Linked DNA regions of Zea mays: region 1 is linked to region 2. The links are chromatin contacts, called in public Hi-C maps. All regions are on one chromosome and are shown on one strand. The core of a region is the stretch at or near the end of the contact, and the rest is flanking DNA. Distances in the headings are between cores, read along the strand shown. Region 1 holds the start of LOC100280154. Region 2 holds the start of LOC103650850.

Region 1 (5,818 bases), core at 570-3,069, 320 kb before region 2:
CCATGATCAGCTGATTTTGTTATTATATTAGTCATTTGTTTGTGGATTTACACTTTATATATTACTACATATATACGAAATACAATGTCAATAACGCAATTTCAGGAAGCAGAGAGAATTAGACAACATATATTAGCATCTAAAAGGTGGTACTACAGGTCGTATTGGACCGTGGAAAACCATTTGCGCAGATAAGTTGGTGTGAACTGAAATAGTTCAGAATCTACATTTAAGCTTGTGACTGTAGATTTCAAAACCACGAGAACAAGACTTTACCTCCTATATCACAGAACTGAAATTCGAAGTCTGTACAATGTTTAATTGGTGTTTGCTCATCAAACATGCTCCAATCATCACCCATATTGTTGGGTGCTTCAGCCCACAAGCTGCTACATGGAGCTGCCAAACCGGAAATACAAGATGCTCAGGTCTTTGCGTGGATATATATTTAGGGCAGAATGAGTAATGCAACGGCACGGTGCAAACCAGCTAACAAATCTTTCTGCAGACCATACTCCTGACTTTGCCATTCCCACAGCTCACTGTAAGTTCCACAGCAACGAGCTCAATCAGAAGTGATTAATCTTGCAAGAAACTTGAGGAGAAGTTCAGAGCAAGGAGTGAAAATGTGGAGCATAAAAGTATGCCCAGCTAACGTCGCAGAAAAGGGTAAAAATCTTAACAGTGAATTGTACTGGACTGAAAGGTAAATTTGGGAGGAATGTAGATCATGAATAATGCATCGGTGACAAATAACAACTGGCACGAAAGGCAAGCAACAGCCACAAACAGACATGGTAAAACTTTAATCTTGAGTACAGCAAATATGTAAAAGTTTTTTTCTACTATTTTTCTTTTTTGGATGTGTAATGACAGAATGTTCAGCGTTCGGTAAATATATATCAGACAGTAAACTAGCGAGGGTTAGAAGCTCGTGATAGCAATCTAACAACGAAAACGGATGAAACAAGAAAAACAAAAATCCTTGGATAAGTAAGGAAATGCATCAGAAGTGGTGTCCGAAACAAGACACTACAGCACCAGCTTTGTCACGAACTTCACGGGAGCAGCTAACAGGCAGGGCAGCTAGGGTTTATATGGCCGGAAAAGCCCAAGACAACTGAACCGCTGCTAGCTGATTATGGACGCAGCACGCCGAAAAGGCGCAAAAGCCACAGCAAAGCTTCGTACAAAAGAAGGGAGAATACGGCCCTTTGCCCCCAGAATTAGTAGTCCCTGCGTCCTGCTCCCTTAACATCATCGTAGGACGCATAAAGAGCTCACCCACCAAAAAGGGGCGCAGCAACTTCCGGGCTCTAGTACCTGCTGCCACACCCACCCGAGCTCCCTTAACAAAATTGGGGATCGACGGTGGGCTGCAGCCTGCAGGGACGGAACCGAAGCGAGAAAAGAGAAGCCGGTGACTGGAATTTCGTCCCCAGCCGCGGGCACCAAGGCGCGGCCTTTCTCCGCGGCGCGCGACCCAGGACCAGTAGTACCACGGACGGTGTTTCGGTGCGCGCAACTCACCCCTGATCGCCAATGGCGCCGTCGAAGTCCATGACCGCGCGCGCGGCGAGGGCCGCGGATTGGATCCGGCGTCACGCGCGGCTACTGCTTCACCGGCGGGCGACAGCGACGACGGGCTGGCTGGCTGGTTCTCCGCGCCGGACCAGGGAGCGGGGGGCAGGTGGAGAGGGGGACTGGAGGGGAGGAGGTGGTGGAAGTGGAAGAAGTGGGGTGGGCGCGGGGTGCAGGGCAGCAGGCAGGCGGTTTGAGCCCTCTCCTCCCTCTGCCGTCCCTTTCGCTGTCTAGACACAAGTCCAAACTCCAAACCCCCGATGCTTTTATCCACTCTCTCCTCTCGCTCTCACGCTCTCTCTCTCTCTCACCAGTTGTGGTGACAGCACAGTCTGCAGAGCGGCACGGAACCCCGCGAAAACCAAAAAGAATCGAGAGGCGTGGGCCGCGGATTATCTTATGATGACTAAGGGTCTGTTTGTTTACCTTCATGGATTATATAATCTGGATTATTTTTGGAGGATTATATAATCTAGATTATATAATCTCGATTATATAATCTGAGTAGTCCCGTTTGTTTACCCAGATTATTTGAGTTGTTAATAGGATTCTTTTGTATGAGGAAGACAAGAATGCCCTCTATATTTGTACTAGGTTGAAACTCATATATGAAAAAAATAATTCAATTGACACTGTCAAATATTGCATTAGCAATATTATCACGGAAGGCATTCATGTCACCTTCTTCATCCCCAAATTGACTAGTACTAGGCGCAAAAACGATTTGGTGGATTATAATGGCAATGGTGGGTAATTTCTAGGAAACTTGAAAGGGTAGTGGGGAAGTGGGAAAAAATAATCTGAAATAAGCACCTCCTCACTTGCTTATGGATTATCATAATCCAAGGGGTTAGATTATATAATCTGGGCAAATAAGCTGGACTGTTTGTTTGCCTCTTAGGATTATTTAATCCAGATTATATAATCTGGGGGGTAAACAAACAGGCCCTAATCCTGACCCGGATTTAATAAGTAACTACTAATCCAAAGCGGTTGCCAGGCCATTTTGTTAGGAACAGCCCTTGCCAGGCCGTGAAGATTGCTGGGGAAGCCATTGACTGGGCCTGGAAAGCTTGCACCGGAAGGAAGCCCAGCCCGAGGATTTTGCAACTCCAAATGAAATCATCATAAAGATGCTACAGTAGATTCATTTGTACTAGTACTACGTCCCGGCGGAGATGGCATGAGCTACAGTGAATGCGCAGGGCGGGGGCAGGGCACGGGGTACATCGTGGCCATTAACTGCGGACCCAGGGCGTTCATGTGATCCGGAGCATTCAAGACGAAGACGGGAGACGGCCGAGCCCGAGCCTCTCTCACTCCGTCCGTTGCGTTGCTACGGACGGTACGGTTGCAGGCTGCAGGAGCAGGACCAGCGAGCCCCGACGCTGGGAGGTGGGCCCTGTGGATCCGTCTATTCCATGGCCGGATGGCCCCCGCATGTCGGGAGCTTCCTGTCCCGTTCTGTTGGACTGCTACGGTTACATGCAGGAGCTCCAGGTCCAGTCCAGATGCACATGGGGCCGCCCGCTACGGCCGGCGTGGAACAGTAAAAATTCCAAGAATGTCAGGCTCCTCTGATCCGGATTGGACTAATTAATTAAAATACGTAATTATCGAAGAGATGATCCACGATTAATTAAAAATACTCGGAGCTTTAAGACGGAGGGAGAGCAGCCGCGCGGGTCGTCCTAGAAAAGGTGCCCAGGCGTACAGTATAGTACGCGAGGCTGGATTTTGGATCTTCACTTTGATCTCTCGGTCGTTTACTGAATACTGACGGATCATCACTTCACAGATCTGTTTACCGGCGAGTTTACCGGCGGGGGACCATGCCCTCGTGGACCGTGTGGCTAACTTTAGGTAGTGTTTGGTTGAAGATCCAAGTAGAACGGAGCCGTTCTGTCCTAGTTTTGTTGCTGTTTGGTTACAAAGTAACTAGAACGGAATGACTCCAATTAGAGAATATTCTCCTCAGATCCGGAACCATTCCGCTCCAAAAAATCAACCGGACGGAGCCGCTCTGTTCTCATCCCGCTCTCACAGTCACGCTTCGTTCCGTTCACTCTGCAACCAAACAAAAAACAGAGCCGCTCCGTTCCAGATTACCAAACACAGAACAGAGCGGCTCTGTTTTTAGAATCAGGGATGGAACGACTCCGTTCTACTTGGCTCCTCAACCAAACACTACCTTAACTTCGCCCGACTGCACATGTCGAATCAGATCGCCGGTGACGGTGAGTATACTAGTAGCATTTTAGTTTGCGACGACCAGACCAGATCGCCGGTGAGTACGAGGCGCGTTTGTGGCTGTAGGCTGCGTACGTACGTATGCATGTACAGATAGATGGACTCAAGTACAGGTTGATAGGCGCTGATAAAGCTCCCTTCCAAGCAGTTGATCATTATTCCACTATAACCAGCCTATCAGGGTACCATCATCACAACACATCGTCGACATGCCTGGTTCAGAGAATCAGGGTAAACATTAGCATCGAAATGATTACGGTGACACGTGCAGCGCACGGCTTCCTACACCACGGCAAACACGAAACAAACCATCAGCCCCGCCACCGTGCACAAAAAAAAAACGTACTAGTACATAGGAGAGGACCAGGAGACAAGATGGTCAGTAAAGCGAAGCACACTTCGAGCAGGCGGCGCATCATTGGTAGTACAAATGAAGGCAGGATATATTTAGGGGGTGTTTGATTACACCCCGCTAAAATTTAGCCCATGTCCCATCGAATGTTTGAACCTCCGTTCCGGGTATTAAATGTAGTCGGATTATAAAACTAATTTATCAGCCGAAGATTAAAAGACGAGACGAATCTAGTTCAATTGGTTGGGTCTATATTTCATACTCCTATTTAAAAGTCAAACGCTTGATGTGACCCGGGCTAAACTTTAGTAGGAGCAACCAAACACCCCCTTAAGGGATAGATAAACGAGACATGACAGGCCAAAGTACCAAACCATACTAAGGCTGGTGCCAGTGCGGGCGGCAGCGCGGGCGAGAAGAGGCCGCTGCCGCCCGCGCGCGGGCGATAGGCGGGCGAGAGGCCGGCGCCGGGCGATGGCGCTGGCGCCCGGCGAGAGCGGGCGATATCGCCTCGCTCTCGCCCGCGCTGGAGCGCCCGCCCGGGCGAGAGGCGGGCGAGAGGGAGGCGAGAGGGAGGTGAGGCACTGGCGGGGCGAGAGCGCGGGCGAGAGCGACGTGGCGCGATCTGACTGGTCCACGTGTCGCGATCTGATTGGTCCACGTGTGCTAGCCGTTGCAACTAGCCGTTTTTGACCGTTTGGAGTCCAAAAAATTCGAAAAAAATTGCAAAAAATTACAAATTTCATCCCCAATCCCTCTATATATATCCCTACCCGGGTGGAGCTCATTTCACACACCATTTCATCTCATTTCTCTCTTCCAAACTCGCCTTTTCTACTCATCTTCACGTCATGTCTTCCTCGAGCACAAACTCAAGTGAAGGAGCCGAAGGGGCAATCTGCAATGCATTGCAAGCAGCCATGGAGGAGGCTATGCTCAACCTCAATGAAGAGTCGTCGAGCAGGCCCAAGCGTCGTCGACGCTACATCAATCGTGATCGTGAGTCTGCCCATGATCGGCTTCATCAAGACTACTTCGCCGATGACTGTGTGTATCCTCCAAATTACTTTCGGCGCAGGTATCGCATGAGGCGACAACTTTTTTGAGTATTATGCTTAGATTAGGTGAATACTCTCCGTATTTCACCCAAAGAGAAGATGCTCCGGGTCGACTCGGGCTCTCTCCCCTACAAAAGTGCACCGCAGCTCTGCGCTTGTTAGCCTATGGATCCGCTGCAGATTCGATAGATGAGTACTTAAAGCTAGCTAGATCAACTGCATTAGAGTGTCTAGAGAAGTTTTGTGAGGGTATCATTCATTGTTATGAGGAGGAGTTCTGTCGTCGACCAAATGTCGCGGATATTCAGCGTCTACTAGCAAAAGCAGAAGAGCGTGGCTTTCCAGGCATGCTAGGAAGTATCGATTGTATGCATTGGCAGTGGAGGAATTGTCCGGTCGCCCATGTCGGTCAATTCACAAGGGGGGATATCAAACATCCCACCATCATCTTAGAAGCTGTTGCATCGTATGATCGGTGGATCTGGCATGCTTTTTTTGGGGTGGCCGGGTCCAACAATGACATTAACGTACTGAATCAGTCGCCATTATTCAAGGATGTCCTTCAAGGTCAAGCACC
Region 2 (6,311 bases), core at 1,957-4,456:
GTGGAATCTTAGAGTTGTAGAGTGCTCTTAGTGTACTGCTCCATGGCACCTAGGGTCCTTTTTGTAGCCCCAAGAGACTTAGGAGTCGTTGGAGCTTCATTTGGAAGCTCCCAGCCTTCCTCTGTCCACGAGTGCACCAGACTGTCTGGTGATTTCTAGCCGACGATACCCAACTAAGGCCGAGGCTGAACAGTTCAGTCGTATAGGCCCCGGACCGTCTGGCGTTGGCCAGACCAACTCACTTTCTTCTTTTTTGTGCCAAACTCTTTTATCTTCTTTTGGCTTGACTTGAGAGGTTTCCTTGCACTTAGACAAACATGGTTAGCAAATAAAACAATCGATTAAGTGTTAGGATCATACCTTTATCACTCCATTTCAAAAGGATTTGCAATATATGCAAACTTAAGTCCAAAAAGTGCTTTTCTCTATAAAATATGTTAGAGCCCAAACACAAGTATTAGAAACATTGTAAAGGACTTATGCAACATATTAAAAAGTGCAAACCTCACACTTAATACCATTTTACACAAAGTTGTATATTTGGGTCCATGTTTGAGCTCTTTTGGACTTGATATCTTCAATTTGCTTTCTTCTACACCAGTGATTATGCTCATACAAAGAGCGGTAGTCCAAAGTGGTGTCTTGAGCATTAAATCACTAAACAACTAGAAATGGCCGAAGGACACATTTCCTTTTTAGATAGCTGGGGGAGCAAACATCCAGAGACAGTAGAGCGTCGATTGTACTCACACAACATCATATCGGGTGGAGTATACCTGTTGAAACGACAGATCGGGTTTGAGTCAAATTAAAATTGGATCGTAAGTTATTTAGTACGGCGCACCTACGATTCATGTCTAGTGTCTGGTCAGATCGAATTGGCCTATACCTCCTTTTTACATGTGCCACGTCGAGTTTTTGGCTAGGGTCGATTTTTTTGGCTTTGAATCAAAAAAATTTCAAGTTGGGTTGGGTTTTAGATTAAAAAAAATACATGGCATATGCACTGTTCCTAGATTATTATGGGTCAAAAAATATGATATATATCTGTCTATTATATTGGTCGAATCGGGTTAAATTGAGTTTTTACGGACGATTTGATCGGATCAGGTGAACCATACTCTGATCTAGCCTAGAGCATACATCGGTGTAACCGAGTAATTAGATAGTTTAATATACTTCATAAAAAATTAATAATAAATGTTAGTTTTTATTTAATATCTTCCATATAAATCTAGTAGGTACTTTCCCGTTCTCGAATATTTGACATTCACCGCTTTATTTTTAAACTAAAATACGACAAATAACTCCGTTCTCGAATATTTGGCGTTCGCTGCTTTATTTTTGAACTAAAATATGGCTAACAAAAAAGAATGGAGAGAGTATATTAAATAACTTTTTGGTGAAATAAGTCAAATGTAAAATAACATTTATAATTAAATTTTAATTGATTGTAAAGTTACATAAACATAAAAACATTATTAGTGCACATAATATATTTTGTAATAGTATACATATTTATTATATATATTATTGGATAGTATATTATAATATAATATAACATACTCTCGCCATTTTTATTTGTCATGGTTTAATTCAAAAATAAACTAGCAGACGATAAATATTCGAGAACAAAATTAACAATATAATATAGAGACAATCTAAAGGCAAAAGTTAGTAAGAATACAACATACAATCACAATCCTAGGGATGGCAATTTAATCCGCGGATTTGGATATCTGACCCGACGGAGCCGGGTATGGATACATATTTGACCCGTGGGTTAGACCCGTACTCGATCCGAAGTCGGACGGTCATGAATTAGGATTTATCCGTTGAAGATCTAAAATCGACCCATAGTTTATTTTTTTGGTCTAGCCTATATTACACACCAAAGAGCAAACTCTAATACCATGAACCCACACCTAACGCTTCTAATTTCCCACCTTTGGCCACCCCTTCTAGCTTTGCTGGCTTCCTGCACTATGTCTCGTGTCCCCTTCCAAGTCCTATAGGTCGTAATACCGCTAGCGACTTGCCGGCAGCTGCCTCTTTCAAGCTCCAGTGCCCCTGGCCACAACCCACATGCTCATAATAATTCTTTTACTAGGTTTTTAATTGTGTATGATAGTGAATCGAGAAGAAATTTGATTAATTATGCTATTGAATTGTTAAAAAATGATCGGTTCTGTCATATCCGACCGATATTCGAAACCCGTCCAAAACTCGATGAGCATGTGTATAGGTATAAATTTATACCCGCGGGTATAGTCGTGGACGGATATTGGTTGCAACCGCGGATATTGGTTGCCACAATCTTGTTCGTTGTGGCTTTAATCTACCGACTTCTGCTTTTTGTATAGTATTTTATCTTTATTGATTACAGCTGCAGCCGAACTGCCGCAACAAACAACCTGATGATTGCAGAAGGATATATGTAATATCCGATCCGTTGCCATCCTACACAAACCAGACGATTCCAGTAGAGGTTGGAATCCATAGTTACATAACAGGACCATATGGTGCTTGCACCGTTGCACGCATGCGAGCTTGCTCTGGAAGCAAAAATAATAACATAAATAGAAAGAGAAACACTGAACCCAACCCAAAGAAACAGAGGTCTCTGACGGTCGCGCGGCAACTACCCGATCGAGCTGCTCCGACTGACGCTGTCCCACGCTCGCATGTAGATATACTAGTACGGTAGCGCTGCTTGGCTAGGCCTGTGTCCCACAGGCACGGGTGTGGATCACCATCCGTGTGCGCCCCGACCCCGATCAGTTGCCCTTGCCGACGGGCTTCTTGCTGTAGGCGCCGTTGACGCTGAAGCTGCTGAGAGTGCGGCCGCCGGCGGTGTTGTGGAAACTGAAGCTAGTATTTTTCTTGGTGGGGGCGGCGCTCTCGTCGGCGCCGACGGGCGCCGCGTGCTGGCTCAGCTGCAGCAGCCCCAGCAGCAGGACCACGCCCAGCAGCGTCATGCGTGGCTCGCCGGACTTGGACGCCATGAACCTCTGCGGGATTTGGCAGGGATGGCACTCCGCAGTTTATTCGGATGGATCGGGGCTTTCGTTATGGTGGACGTTTCTTGCATCGGGGGATTTATAGCGTGGGAGAGGGAGAGGTTTCAGGGGCACGTCGATTCCGCAGCGGTGGCGCTCTCAAGAGTCAAGAGGTGGCCGATGCTGTGCGTGGCCTGCTAAATTTGGTTTGACTTTGACCTTTGAAGGGTGGATCATGTACTCATGTTGCTTCGGACCGGCGAGTTTATTCTTGGAACTCTGAAACGAATGGTTTGGGACCTCACATTAAGAACTGTAAGGACATGTACAGTGGAGAGACACCAAAACGGTTCTCCAAGCACAGGAGACAACTAAGAGACTCTATTATACAATAGAGTGTCTATAAACGTAGTCTATTAATAAATACAGAATTAAATGTATTTGTATAGCATCAGATCGATAGAACAGACGACAAATTCGTACAGTGGGAAGTGAGGCGTCTATTGCTACTTGGTTTACGAGCCAGAGGCGTTTCTTCACGGAGAGACGGCTCTAAGATTTTTTTGCAAATAACCCCCTTAAACACCTTAAGAGACTTCACATTAAACACCACTGTACATGCCCTAATTGTATTTCTGTCATGTATGGAAGTGCAACTGTGATTTTGACTTTCAAAATTCGACTTTATAATTTTAGGTCTCTTTTTAAAAAATGAAAAATAAGTTTATCCCTGCTTCTGTTAGATAACAGTAACAGTGTGAAATAGTACGTACAAAGACAAATTTATCCTTCAATCGTAATTGTGATTTTGCACAGAACAGTTAAATTCTAAAGGAGGAGCAATATCACAATTACTGAGTCAAGGATAAATTTTTTTTCTTTGTATGTCATATTTCAGATCGTTACTGTCATCTAATAGAAGTAATCGTTTCAAAAAAAAAGACCCAAGATCACAGTCGAATTTTGAGGGATAAAACCACATATGCACCTCTATCTAGAGACAAAAACACAATTGCCCCTTAAAATAAATATTTTCGACGAGAGGCATTTATTTTTGACGGTTTCCAGCCCCAAAAAAATTAATAATTTATAGTGCACTGCACTCTGGTGGTACTCTCGATGGCGACTTCTATTAGGGTTGTTGTTAAAATTATAATGATATTTTTTTAGATCTATTTTAAAAAAATCACACTTTCTGACGCCGTAAAATCGTGAATTTCAAGGATGACCGGAAAAAATTCAAACACCAAAATTAAACCCTGACTTTTACTGTCATTTCGTTTCCTTGAGTATGCAGTAAACTGAAGTTCTTTTTTTAAAAAACAAAGTATGCCTAGCTGCGACTAGAGAAATACACAGTATACAATCTTGTAGGGCTACATCTCACCAAGACAGTGGTGAGCCAGCAGTAGAATTAGCAGTGTCCTAGTTATTTGTCACTGCAATATATACACCCTCGGTACTGTTCACAAGTTATTTATGTAGTACTAGTGAAGAAAAGGAGAAAATGTGTCTGCCGTTTGAGTTATGAACAAGAAGAATATATTAGAGATCGACCTTTCCCAGCAGCTAATTCACATGCCGCTGGAAGTCTTGGAGACTTGTTTCAGAGCTCGCATGATCTCATCGGCCTTCATCTCACCAGTCGTGTACGCAGCCAAGGGGGTCTCAGACGGCACGACGTCGTCCTTCTTGTAGCTTCCTGGGCTCCTCAGCAGCCCTTCCGAACCTTTCTCGGTGACACCCCGGACGATCACAGTCTTGTGTAATCCAGATAGCATCTCCTCATGATCGGTGTCGCCATGTTCCCCAGTGATCAGATACATGTTCCCCACATATAGGCCCCAGCGCACAAAAAGATACCTGAATTTTTTTTGTAGTTATTTGCAACATTGGCTGGCAGAAGTTCCACGACAGCTTCAAGCTAGATTATGTATGTGTTCTTACCTGAGTGCCTGTGACCTTGATGCTAGCAGAGGGACAACCTGAAGCCTTGTCGAGTTCCTGCAGTACATGATGTGGCACCGGAGACCACGCATCCTCAGCCTCTCCCTCATCTCATCGACCGTTTTCACCTAACCACACAGATAGAATTCAGACTCAGCAATCGGTCATAAGTAGGCATTAAGGATACGTATGCACAAAATAAAGAACTCCCTAACCTTTTTGGGATCTTTGATAAGGAACGTGAAGCAGTGTGCATTACTAGACGCCGGGTCCAGCTCGACAGTGTCGCCTGAACCGTCCTGAGTGGCCATGAGCTTCGCTATGGTCTGCTTCGCGCCGTCATGGGACCAGCGGTGGCTGATGTGCATCAGATAGTCCTGGTCTGGGCGCAGCTTTCCTTCAGCGTCGACGCAGTTCACTGTGCCAGGATAGTAGACCTCGCTGCCACTGCCACAGATGAGGGTGTCGAAGTCGGTCGCTGGGATCTTGCCGAGCTGCAGAAGCTGGAGTGTTTCGGACAACGGCATCGCAGTGGACAGCGCGAACCCTGAGATCTTGGACATCTGGGAGTCCGATCGGACTGCTCTGAAAACTTCCTGGATCACCTGCAGCATCTTCTTGCTAGCACGGCCGTCGTCTTGGTAGCAGTCCACGGCGATGACGAACAGGCGCCGGCGCCGGCGCAGGAGTGGGTACTTGTTCAAGGTGCTGCCCGTGGCCTCGGTTGCGTTCTTGGCACCGTCTGCGACTGAGGACATGGACGGCGGAAGTGCTGACGACTGATTGATCTTGTTCATGATCTTCTGCACCTGATCCTGCGGGTCCGACGACAATGGGTCGTTGGTGTTCAGCGAGCTCTTCTCACCGTCGATGGACAGACGGAGTGACAGGTCCTGAGCGTCCATGGAATCCTCCAGGAACTCCTCCTCATCAGCTCCGGCATCTGCTGGTGTGTCCTTCAGCCACCTCGGGTTCCTTAACCGGCACCCAGCAACCCTGGTGAGGTAAGTGCGGCAGTGCTCCGGCCATGAGTAAAGGTGGATGTTTCGCAGCCCGTTTCTCCGGCATTCCTGCCACAGGTTCTTATCTGCTACGAGCTTCAGCAGTGCTTGAGCGATGGCGTTCTGGTCGTGCGGGTCAACGAGCAGTCCGTTGCTCAGTGCCTGCCAGTATGATGCACGCACACAATTATCCACTGTTCTCACGAGTGAATTGCAGTAGGTTTCACACATTGAATGCTAAAAATATGGTCTCTCACAGTTGTAATGTCGACCGGACCACCATTCTTGGTAGCGACTATTGGAAGTCCGTGTGCTGCAGCCTGAAAGCCACACATTTTTCATAGTGAAATTTAAAGGCTATAGC

The links. A called contact is a pair of places that touch in the nucleus more often than the background predicts.
Region 1: a Hi-C map of bundle sheath shows a contact between it and region 2, with 4 times the contacts expected there. The contact joins the promoter of LOC100280154 here to the promoter of LOC103650850 in region 2. A contact is called at or near these places in 9 of 25 Hi-C or Micro-C datasets (bundle sheath, ear, endosperm and 3 more) and 1 of 3 datasets of contacts at active chromatin or transcription factors (leaf).

What each region holds. Positions count from the first base shown.
Region 1 is chr3:163,747,758-163,753,575 of Zm-B73-REFERENCE-NAM-5.0, reverse strand. It overlaps LOC100280154, which reads right to left and starts at 1,819. Exons shown (of 9, transcript NM_001153086.2): 1 at 1,531-1,819; 2 at 487-542; 3 at 277-399. The coding sequence starts at 1,562.
Region 2 is chr3:163,423,839-163,430,149 of Zm-B73-REFERENCE-NAM-5.0, reverse strand. It overlaps LOC103650850, which reads right to left and starts at 3,206. Exons shown (of 1, transcript XM_008676443.3): 1 at 2,393-3,206. The coding sequence starts at 3,005. The coding sequence ends at 2,778. It overlaps LOC103650849 (sucrose-phosphate synthase-like), which reads right to left. Exons shown (of 12, transcript XM_008676442.4): 9 at 6,205-6,267; 10 at 5,162-6,109; 11 at 4,947-5,074; 12 at 4,252-4,862. The coding sequence ends at 4,574.